Regions from separate parts of the Aedes aegypti genome. Here region 1 is linked to region 2. The links are chromatin contacts, called in public Hi-C maps. All regions are on one chromosome and are shown on one strand. The core of a region is the stretch at or near the end of the contact, and the rest is flanking DNA. Distances in the headings are between cores, read along the strand shown.

Region 1 (5,238 bases), core at 1,590-4,089, 68 kb after region 2:
AACTGCGATGTCGGCAAGATTGGCAAGAGTGGAATGAAATCCAAGTAGGAGGAGGAGAAAAAGAAGGCAGTTCCTAAGCAAAACCCCACCAAGTTTCAAATACCGCCACGATGAAGAAGAAGCCGCAAACCTTATCGAGCGAGGAGCATTTCAACATGTGCATAATGACGGCATAATGTGTCCGAACCTGCTCAGCTCCTCGCTACCTGTGTCACAGACCGGATTGTGAAATTGCTCAAGATTTCCAAATTGACTCGCCCTTCCAGAATTGGCCCTGAAGGAATCGGTGCGCTAACGCAAGATTTGTACGACATGGCTTAAGAAAATCAGCCAAACCCGTTGAAGCGTTGAAGTGTTGAAGCGCCCATAGTCATCGTCACCGCAAATCTCATCGGTTGAGGAGGATTTCAACCAGTGTGTGCCGTCAAAATGTGTCCGTGTTACTTGAATTCAACAATTGAATCGGCCCTAAAGAGTTATTTGTGTAATATTTCTTAATGTGTTTTTCACATACTTGCTATAATCTCTTAATTCATCTCGTAGCATAATATAATATCTGATTTAAGGACATAGGAGGTACACGTCTTCGTTGAATTCCGTTTCATTCTATTTTCGCTTTCGAGCTGGTAAGAACTCCGACGAACCTGCTCAGCTCATCGCTGCCTGTGCCACAGAGCTCTTGATCATCAAGCTGTTGCAATTCCATTGACCGGATTGGGAAACCGCTCAAGATTTCTAAACTGACTCGCGCTTCCAGAATTGGCCCTGAAGGAATCGGTTCGCTAATGCAAAATTTGTACGAGATGGCTTAAGAAAATCAGCCAAACCGCTTGTTCAAGCGCCCATCGTCATTTGGATCTTCTTCATCATCTTATAAGACTACAAGCCAGAAACGATTTTTTATAAGCATAAACCCAGTCGAATATCATTAGATAGTTTTTACACACCAATTTGTCGACTTTCTGTAGATAGGACATACAACGCCTTGCTTCCACTTCTCCGGTAGCTGTTACGTCTCCCAGATTCTGACTATCAGTCGACCTTTTCGGGCCCATGATGAATTCGGTTCGGATACCATCATTGACAGCGGTCTTGTTGTGCTTACGCTGTTGAATGGTATATCTAAATTCATCCATCGTGGGAGCTGATTGGTGTCCACTGTCCTCTGTGCTGACGTAGCCACCTCCTTTGTTGTCTTGATCCCCTGCGCAGGTGTTCTCTGTGCCATTCAGGTGTTCATCGTAGTGCTACTTCTATCTTTCGATCACATCGCGTCCGTCCGTCAAGATGCTTCCATCCTTACCCCTTCACATTTCAGCTCGCGACACGAAGCTTTTTCGGGATGTTCAGCTTCTGGTAGAATATCCGCTATTTTTGCGAACGTTCAGCAACTCCATCTTTTGAAATTCCACATTATCCAGGCGACGCTTTTCAAGCCGGAACAGACGAATTTGTTGTTTCCTCCTTAGTCTCCACCGTTTCACGTTTTGCAGCGTATCATGCTATCGCATTACAGCCCTCGTTGCATTCTTCTCCTCTAAAACCTCCTGACATTCCTGCGAACCAATAGTTCCTTGACCTTCGTTCCACGTATCCAAAAATGCTTCCGGCAGCTTTGTAATGACTGCTGTCCTCCAGCAGTCATCAAGAGGGTCCCCATCAAACTCGCCCTCAAACGGGAACGCTGCCTCAAGATGCTGCGCGTACGCATTGGCGACATCTGATGGTTCCAATCGTGCTAGAATGTACCATGGCGGGCTTCTGTACCGTGCATCGTTGACGACGGATAATTTTGGATGAAGTTTAGCAAACAAACATTCTTATTCCCAAAAGAGAATTTGTTTAAATTTTCATGTCACTTTTTGTGCCCAGTTTCATCGTTTCAATCCCACTGTGCCCACCGAAGTCTTCGTCGGCTTTTAGCGCAGCCCAAAGAAGAATCCCGCCAACTGTGCTCGTGCAGTGACAGTACAAAAGAAAAACCCATTCCCGATCTCGACAATCCGCACACATTCATTGAAATTTTCGATTGAAATCCGCGAATCGGACAGGCGACCATCGAATGGATGTTATCGATGAGCGGAGTCTGTCCTCTTTCGGTCATTCGTTTTATTATGCCCTTTTTTCGCTCGGAAACGAACGACGATCCACAGAAGTCGATTTTTCACCGTGTGGTAAGGGGGAGGGAGCGATAGGGGAAAACGCGACAAAGGTTGGCAACATGAAACATGCTTCTTCGGTTTCGGTCTGTTGGGCTGTCGGCGAAGTGGGCTGCGGATCCAAGAAGGCGGTAGCGTTGGAGGTGGAGGCGGTCGGTTGGTTGCCACCACGAGTGGGAAGAAGCAGAAGAGGAAGCAGTCGATGGGTCGATCGGAAAGGAAAGAGGGAAAGGAATGCTATTGAAATTTGTAGATGGTTTTTATGACCGTTTGGTTTTAGCTTTTTTTCTGAGGGATGTCTGTGTTTGTGAGACTGCGCCAGATGTGAAAACGGAGCATTCGTAAGTTTGTCCCTGTCTGGTTCGAGGGGCTTAAATGGGTTGCTGAGGTAAATAGGAGGGAGATTCCGTTTGAGGGAAAGAGATGTTTCTGGCTGGATGCCAATGGCGGTTGTTCGGGGTTTCCGAGGTAGGTAAAAATTGTGTCCAGTTTTGTTAAGGGGTAACGTTTGTCAGTGGTGGTGATTTTGAAGGCGCATGCTTGCTGTTAAGGTGGTAGTTTTACATTATATGCTGCTTATATAAAGCATGTCTATGACAACTTGAGACTGGGGTTGCCAGATGGTATTGGTGAAGTAGAGTGAGCTTGTATGCGATTATGATACGGACTAGGGTGGAAGGAGCGCGCAAGGCATCAAAGGTCCAAGGTAGCCCAAATGAGACAACGAGAACTTGAAATTTTAGTTCGTTTCAACAATTCCTGTCGGTTCGCACGAAATCCGCGCTCGGCTCGGCTACGCAAAGTGCTGTTGTGAAAATTTTGTGATTAAAATGGGTATTCTAATCTGCTAAGCGACTCCATCACGCCCCAGCATAGGATTATTGGGATAGTGGATACAAGTGCCTAGTCGATGGGAAGAGTGTTGTGAAGGGATTCACCGATTTGATGGAATATTGATCCAACATCCTTGGAGCAAGAATGCGAAGAGTGCAATTCTAGTGGAACTGTGAAAAAGCAATGGGAAATCGGTTTACCCCAAACCATCGGCAGTGTTCCTAGAAAGGATTGATCGCCCGCATCGACTACGACATAGTTGAATCTAAGAAGGAAGAGTTCTTGTGAGACTTGCACAGTTCGAAGGATAATCGATTACTTTGTGCCATACCGAGCTATACCGTATTTTACGGATTCCGGGTACGGATTGATTTGTTTTCTTCTGAATTAATCCGGTTGTGTTTTTGTGTGTCTTTATGTGTTACCTAATTTGCCATATGAGTTTATTGTTTACCATCTTTGAAAATGGAAAGACAGAGAGGTGCTAGGTTTTACACGAAAAGGTTTGTTTAGTTTTTCTGTTACTTTCCTTTAATTCAAATTTGTTTATTTCTCCATTATCACCAGTTTCGTTTCGTTCTGGGCTAGGGCCATGTGTCAACTGGACAGTGTTGCCAATCGTAGCATTAGATGAATTAGAATTTAGTTAATTGGGAATCACCTCTGGACATCGATTAGTGAATTTGGCAACACTGGTCGGTTCGTTCTCGCTCCGAAATGTGAGTGTATATGTGCATGCTGCTCTTATCATCCAAGTGATTCAATCATTTCTTTACTGCTTCATTCGTCTTTCGGCTGTTTTAACGATGGTGTCGTATTTTGAACAAGACTAGTCAAACCGGCCGCTATAAGAGCACCATGAATAATGGCTAGCGGCGTATGACATTCTGGTTAGAGCAGTAGCTATGCATGTGTCATCTCTTTCACTAACCAAACTGCACCATCGCTCAACATCTAAAAGACTCTTGAGAGCATTCACTGTGTATTACTCTGCATTCTTGCCTCGTACCCTGAACCCACTTTCCAAACTCATCGCGCCTTCCCATCACGATCGGGTTTATAAATAAGATGCCTCAACTACAGCTGCCCACTGCACGGTACCGATGCACACTGCATGAGCAACGCAAACCGGTTTTTTGCCATAAATTACAATACTTCAAGTCCGAAAAGAGGCACAGAAATTAGCACACCAAACACCGCACGACGGACCGAGCCCGAGTCAGTGGGTTGTCAGCGATGCCAAACTACGGTACGCTTCGCATGCAATATTCCAAATTGCACTCTGTTTACACTCCCTGCTGGCAACCGCGCGTTGAAACCGTCTAATTCCAATGCCGTCACTGCCAACTTCTCCATCTCCACCGCCACCTTTACTGCCCATCAGGCCGTTTGACAGAATAACAACAAAAACCGCCTCGTTCTCTCACCAACACCATGAACTGCCTGCCACGCTCTCTCACCTACACCAGGAGCCTGTATTCGCCTGCTTGGTTAGCTCACTCACTACAGTAGGTAGGCAGCCACTACTGGAAGAGTCGATGGTTTTGGGACTTTTCGTTTTGGCTGTTTTCTTCAGTTTGTTTTCGAGTTTGTCCCGTCGCCTCTCCGTTCCTACCGGTCTAGATCGTCTCTTGATGCGAAAGGTATAATGTTTGGAAACGGTACCGACGAGCATTTCCAATGCTGAGTTGGAGAACATTCACGCTGCTGTTGAACTGAACCGTCGAGACTTAGGTCCCGGGAATAGGATGAAGTGAACCATCATTGAAGGAGCGGAAGGTGGCAGCGAGGGATTAGGGAATTCGAAGGGTGGCTGTAAAGTTTTGTAGCTGTTGAGAAACGGCAAAAGTTTGCTGAATAATGGGTAAAATGTGATATTTTCTCTTTAGACTTAGGGAAGTTATGGATTGGGTTGGAGTTTGGCTTTTTCAAAATGAAACACGTTTAGTCTATAAGCAATGTCTCCATTGTGATCAAAACTGCTGAACAAGTGGCAACCGAATTAACTTAATTTTTAAACCTATCAATTATCGTTTCCCATTAAGTAATTATCACTTATATTTTACATTTTGTTTCACGCGTGAATAAAACGTCGGTTGGAATCTACATCTGAGTCAATATTGTATCACACCGACAAAACCATCGAGAAAAATTTGCCGACGGCAGTACGAATTTTAAACTCAGTCTTCAAATCTGAACTCGAATGGTAATGCAGCGTATGGTATTCGTTTGGACCTTCCTTAGC
Region 2 (5,258 bases), core at 2,690-5,189:
GTTACTCGGTACTCCGTGGAAAACGAAACCGGCAAATGGATCAAACGTTCCGATAATGACATAGAATATTTGAACGGCGGGAAAGGGATTTTTATTCGCAAATCCAGAATACATCTCAAGTTAATGGTAACATACAATCTAGAGCAAAACTGTACCGCTGAGAGAGCGAATCGTACGATAGTCGAACGCGCGATGCCTGCTGTTCGATGCCAATTTAGAAAAGCGTTTTTGGTTAAAGCTGTTTCAACTGCTGTATACCTGATCAACCGATCAAAAGGTTTGCTCATGACACCGGGGAAACGATTCGGTGGTAAACGGCTGCACATGTCGGAGCTCCGTCTGTTTGGCGCAAAAGTGATATGTCTCGTGGCAAAAGCTAAACGATTGAAATGGGATCCTATACTCGAACCGAGCATTCCCAACAAATATTTCGAACGTTCGAAAGGGGCTTCCAGTTTTCAACACTAAAACTGACGAAGTATCGTGTCTCGGAACGTCATTTTTCCTGAGCAAAGCTAGCGAAAATGCCATGAAATTCGAGATCGTGACGAAATTGTTGAAGGTGATGAAATATCCGGATCGCCCACGATTTTAGCCGGAAGTTTAGATTTAGAGAACGAGATAAATTACGATAGTCCATGCAGCGATTCTCTCGCGATAAGACGATCAGCAATATGCTGTGAGGTGGACCAGACGGGAGCGCTGTAGCCCAGGCAAGTATCTTAATTTCGATGTGACGTATAGTGTACTTCCTGAAACGTTCGTTGCATACCGGGTGATCGACGAGCATGAGCAAACGAATGATCCGTGAGGCCATTGAAGACGACGACCGTGAGCTGTGGCGTGAGGCCATGGAAGCAGAAATGCAGGCGTTTAAAATTAATGAAACGTGGAAGTTGAACAGGCTGCCACCAGGAAGAAAGACACAGATGGCTCTTCAAGTGCAAGCTGAACCGGATGGATCTAACGAGAGGTACAAGTCAAAGCTTGTTATTGAAGGATTCCCCAACTAATGGGAGTTGATTTCAACGAAGCCTTCTCGTCGGTACTGAGGTACGCAGACATTGTTTTATTATTAGCCTAGACGGCACAGCCTGGCATGCACATATACCAAATGGATGTGGTAACGGCGTTTCTTGAAAGATATTTGTTAGCTGAAGAAATCTATATGGAGCAGCCGGAGGGATTCGTCGACAAGAAGTCTCGATAGAAAGCGTGCTGATTGTTGAAGGCGCTATACGGCTTAAAACTAGCAAGCCGTGTCTGGAACCCGAAATTTGACGCGGAATTGAAACGTATGGATTCAAACGATTTAGGTATGATCCGTTCGTTTTTTCGAAATTGATGGTGATACACCGTCTAAGTAGATGATTTTTTGAAGTGATTGTTTGAGCGGAAACCGTTCGACAATTGTGCATTTCCGCGTTATAGGAAAAGGGATCGGTCAGGATTAATTATTGATTTCAAGCAGTAATGTTACTTGCTCGTGTGCACACTGTCAAGTTCGAAAACAGAGAGGAACTATTTCTATGGTGCGATGCCGGTCGCAGCCTACTTATGTGATGTTTGAATATCTGTTGGTCAAGGTTACCTTGTGCGTTGATTACCTTGACCGAAGCTCGAGGTCGATAAAGCAGAAGTCTGTGTATTCGGCGGACTACACTCAGAAACACGGGTAGCCACAGAATGACTAAATTTTAGTAATTAATGACTATTTTCTATCTGCCTCTCTTTCATTCTGCAGGGAATTTTATTCCTATTTGTCAATTCGCCTGGGTTGAAGCAGGTCCGACCCACTCGGGCTCAGATTGGGTACCACTTCTAGTACTGCATTTGGTCCCTCGTTAGTGCAAAAGGTACCCAAGTTTGACAGATCACAGTACACTTTTCGCGGCATTCTAGATTACCTTAGGAGCCATAAAATTTTGGGCAACTGTAAGGGACATGGAGGTCTTTAATTTGTCTTTGGTTGAAGCATTGCTAAGCTTGAACCCAGATGAAATGACATTTAGTGTAGAAATTCATAGCAGAATGAAAGAGAGGCAGATAGAAAGTAGTCATTAATGCATAAACTTTAGTAATTCTGTGACTATTTTTATTTCTGAGTGTACACACAATCAAACAATCATATCTGGCAACGCTGTTTTGCGAACCAATCAGGGGGTAATCCGTTTTATTTCCAAATTGAGATGCATATTGTCGAGTCTCTGTCTCAGTTACTAAAATAAGATGCTTCAAAACGGTGCATTTATCTAGTCCCTTTACCCGATTCAGTGTGAGCATAGTTGCCAAACTTGGCTACTCTGGATCCCACCAATACCAAACCGCAAAACCCACACAACCGCTGTTGCCATATTTCGCTGTTCTTGTCTTTCGGTGTCTATCCATCTATAAATATGAACTTTTTTCTTGATAGGTCTGATTGCTTTCTGGCTTCAGCATAATCAGTATTGGAATCGTTATTCATGCAACAGACGCTGTCCAACAGCAGCTTGTTCGGTTTTCATTTCCGGGAACTGTGGCGCTTGTCTGCATGTCTCTCAGGGTTTACCTCCACTCTGTTGTTACTCCCTTCCAACTACCTACGGTGAACTGCGAAGATACGACCACGTGCTGTAGTGAAAAACCGTGCTCACCGATTGCGTTGTCGTCGTTCCGCTGCACTGCACTCGAGTCCACATTGCTTTCCTTCTTTCTCCTCTTCTGTGGCTTCTGCTTTTACGTTATTTGTTATACGGCTGGCTGAAGAGGTACACCATTACTGCTGCGGTGGGTACGGGGGTTGCGGTGAGGAGGCCCGTAACAATAGCAACAACTAATGGTGTGCGATGGTGATGCTTTTTCTCTTCGGATGCGATTCGGTTTTGCCGTGGCCTTCTGGTAGGTATGCGCTCCTGGTACCCGACCGCTTCCAACTGCCGACGGCACGACGGTTCTCGTTTTTGGAAAATTTCGATTATTCAAAATTATTGGAATAATTTTAAAATATCATTATGATTTCAGCAGTTTCTTAGATTCGAAATGCATCTTAGTTTTAATAATTATGCCATAAAATTATTTATGATTAGTTACAGTTTTGTAATTTTACAGTTTATACTAGTTCTGCAAATTTTTGATTTGAAAAATCTGAAAATACGAAAATTTAAATATGTTAAGTTCAACAGTTCTATTTTTCAAATTATTTTTCAATACTATTATTTTTTTGTGAATTTATACAGCAACAATTGAGAAAACTTGTTTACTTTGTCAAAAGATTGAAATCATTCCAAGAAATGAATTAGGAATGCCGTCGGTTTTTTGAAGACCTCTGTCAAACTTTCCTTTTCAATGAATGTTCATGAACATAAATTTATTCATATATACTTGCAGCAATAGTTAACCTAGTCAAATGAAATAATTTTGTATAGATTAGTAAACGATATTAAATTTTTGCACTTATGCAAAAATCAATCCTATTATTCCAACATGGCGACATGACAGATGACGCAAGCAAATCAACTCTCAGTAGGCCGCGACTCGGCCGACGCATAAAAAGAAAGATGAACGAACAATCGGCTCATACAAATCGCTTCGTCGCTCACTGGTGGCATTTTAATAGAGGAGGTAACCCAACACTACTAAATATTGTGCCACTAATAATAACTCTCCGCCGCTGATCAACTTGACTTGTGCGAAAAAAAAAAAAAATAAACCGGTCAAGCTAGCATTCGAATACGAGTGGTAGTGGAGAGTTATGCGAAGCGCAATCAAATGAGCTCTTCCTCTTTTTTTCTCGGCACCTCTCGTTATTGAATAAATTTGGTTTTATCGCTACTCAGACCATTAATTTACATATTCTTCACCCTACTCTTGTTCCCGGGCTTCCTCTTCCCTCCTTTGTGGTTGTGCCGAACTTGAATGCGGCATTTGTTCGAATAGCAAAATATGACAACCGCGCGAACGAAGTAAGTCAAAGTCGTAAATTATTCGATCCCCTTGATATCACTATCGCTCAAACGGTACAGTAATAGTGAATGAAAGAGATGAAGCTGAACTGAGTATGCATGAGTGAACGAGATGCATGAAGTGTGTCAATGGTAGGGGCTATATATTGAACGGGTCATCCCCACTCTGCGCCATTTTCAAACTTATAGATGGGAGGGACAACTTTCTTTGTGTGCGAGGAACTTCCCCTCATTTGGCGTTGAGGAAGTGTTTGTTAGATAAGAACTTAATTTCGACGTATTTGTGACTTGGTATTATTGAGAGGGGTTTATTGGGCAAGTGAGATAGCCTAAGCCACTTTTAACATGTTTGCATGGGACAGACATATTGCAAGTATATAACGCTACCAATACATTGAGAGTAAAGTTTCAATTTCAGTGTATGTGAAGAATGAAATGGCATCATAAGACTCTCTTTGAGTTAGAATGAGACAAAAGATCATTCGACAGCTCTGCGCATGCTCCTCACGAAACCAGTTCAAAATAGCACTATATAAGCATTTGCAACAGTATTGGTGCATTCGTTTCGCCGTGATGTTATTTGGTATTGGTGAGCGCAATAATCTCTTTGTTCGAGCCGATGAAGCCAACGCTCGGTCGATCTTCTTCTCCCGTACCTGTGCTTATTGTTCGCGTCTACGTTGGTCGTTCACCAACATTTTTTTTCCTTTCAATTTGGAATGGCTTTAAAATTCAAAGACTTCATTCCAATCTTTCTGGTTTTTATTGCCTTCATTTTTCTTTTCCCCACCGCTTGCTTTGTCTGGTTGCTGGCCGACATGGATCGACTTGCGAGCTTGGCAGCCTTTCGACGTTTTCTTTATTGCTGCCAGGCGTCATTTTTTCTCCCTCTCAAATTTTATTGTCCATTGCTCAACCATGGCACGCAATTTTAGCATCTGCGTTCAAATGTAAGATGAAGGATTTTGAGTTGGGAATAATGTCGTCGGTTTTAAAAACCAATTGATATGAGCAATATTGAGCCTTCAATGAACTAATATAAAACAATACAATGGTTGCGTGATTCATTGATCACAAAATTATTTTATTTTTACATATTATTGAATTTTATCTATCAGCAATTCTGACAATTAAATTGTTGAACAGGTTGGGCTTGCTGTTTAGTCATTGTACCGATCTCAGACAATACTAGATATTTGCTGTATGGTTATATTCAGTTTTGTGACAGCAATGTTATGAGCTCCTGTGCTTGCATCTGTTGCAAACTTTACGAATTTCCGAAAACAGGGGCTGCTGCTGAACGTGTTATGGTCA

The links. Hi-C and Micro-C count contacts between places; a contact is called where the count stands out from the background.
Region 1: a Hi-C map of whole pupa shows a contact between it and region 2, with 4 times the contacts expected there. The contact joins the promoter of LOC110677691 here to the enhancer-like site in region 2. A contact is called at or near these places in 2 of 2 Hi-C or Micro-C datasets (whole body and whole pupa).

The regions. Positions count from the first base shown.
Region 1 is chr3:138,789,867-138,795,104 of AaegL5.0, forward strand. It overlaps LOC110677691 (polyhomeotic-proximal chromatin protein), which reads left to right and starts at 2,840. Exons shown (of 6, transcript XM_021848758.1): 1 at 2,840-3,496. The coding sequence starts at 3,459.
Region 2 is chr3:138,721,107-138,726,364 of AaegL5.0, forward strand. No RefSeq gene overlaps it. Among protein-coding and RNA genes, the nearest start is that of LOC5567262, 11 kb to the left of the region's middle. Within about 2 kb of position 3,940, at least 3 of the 3 cell types and tissues checked have open chromatin away from gene starts, as enhancers often do.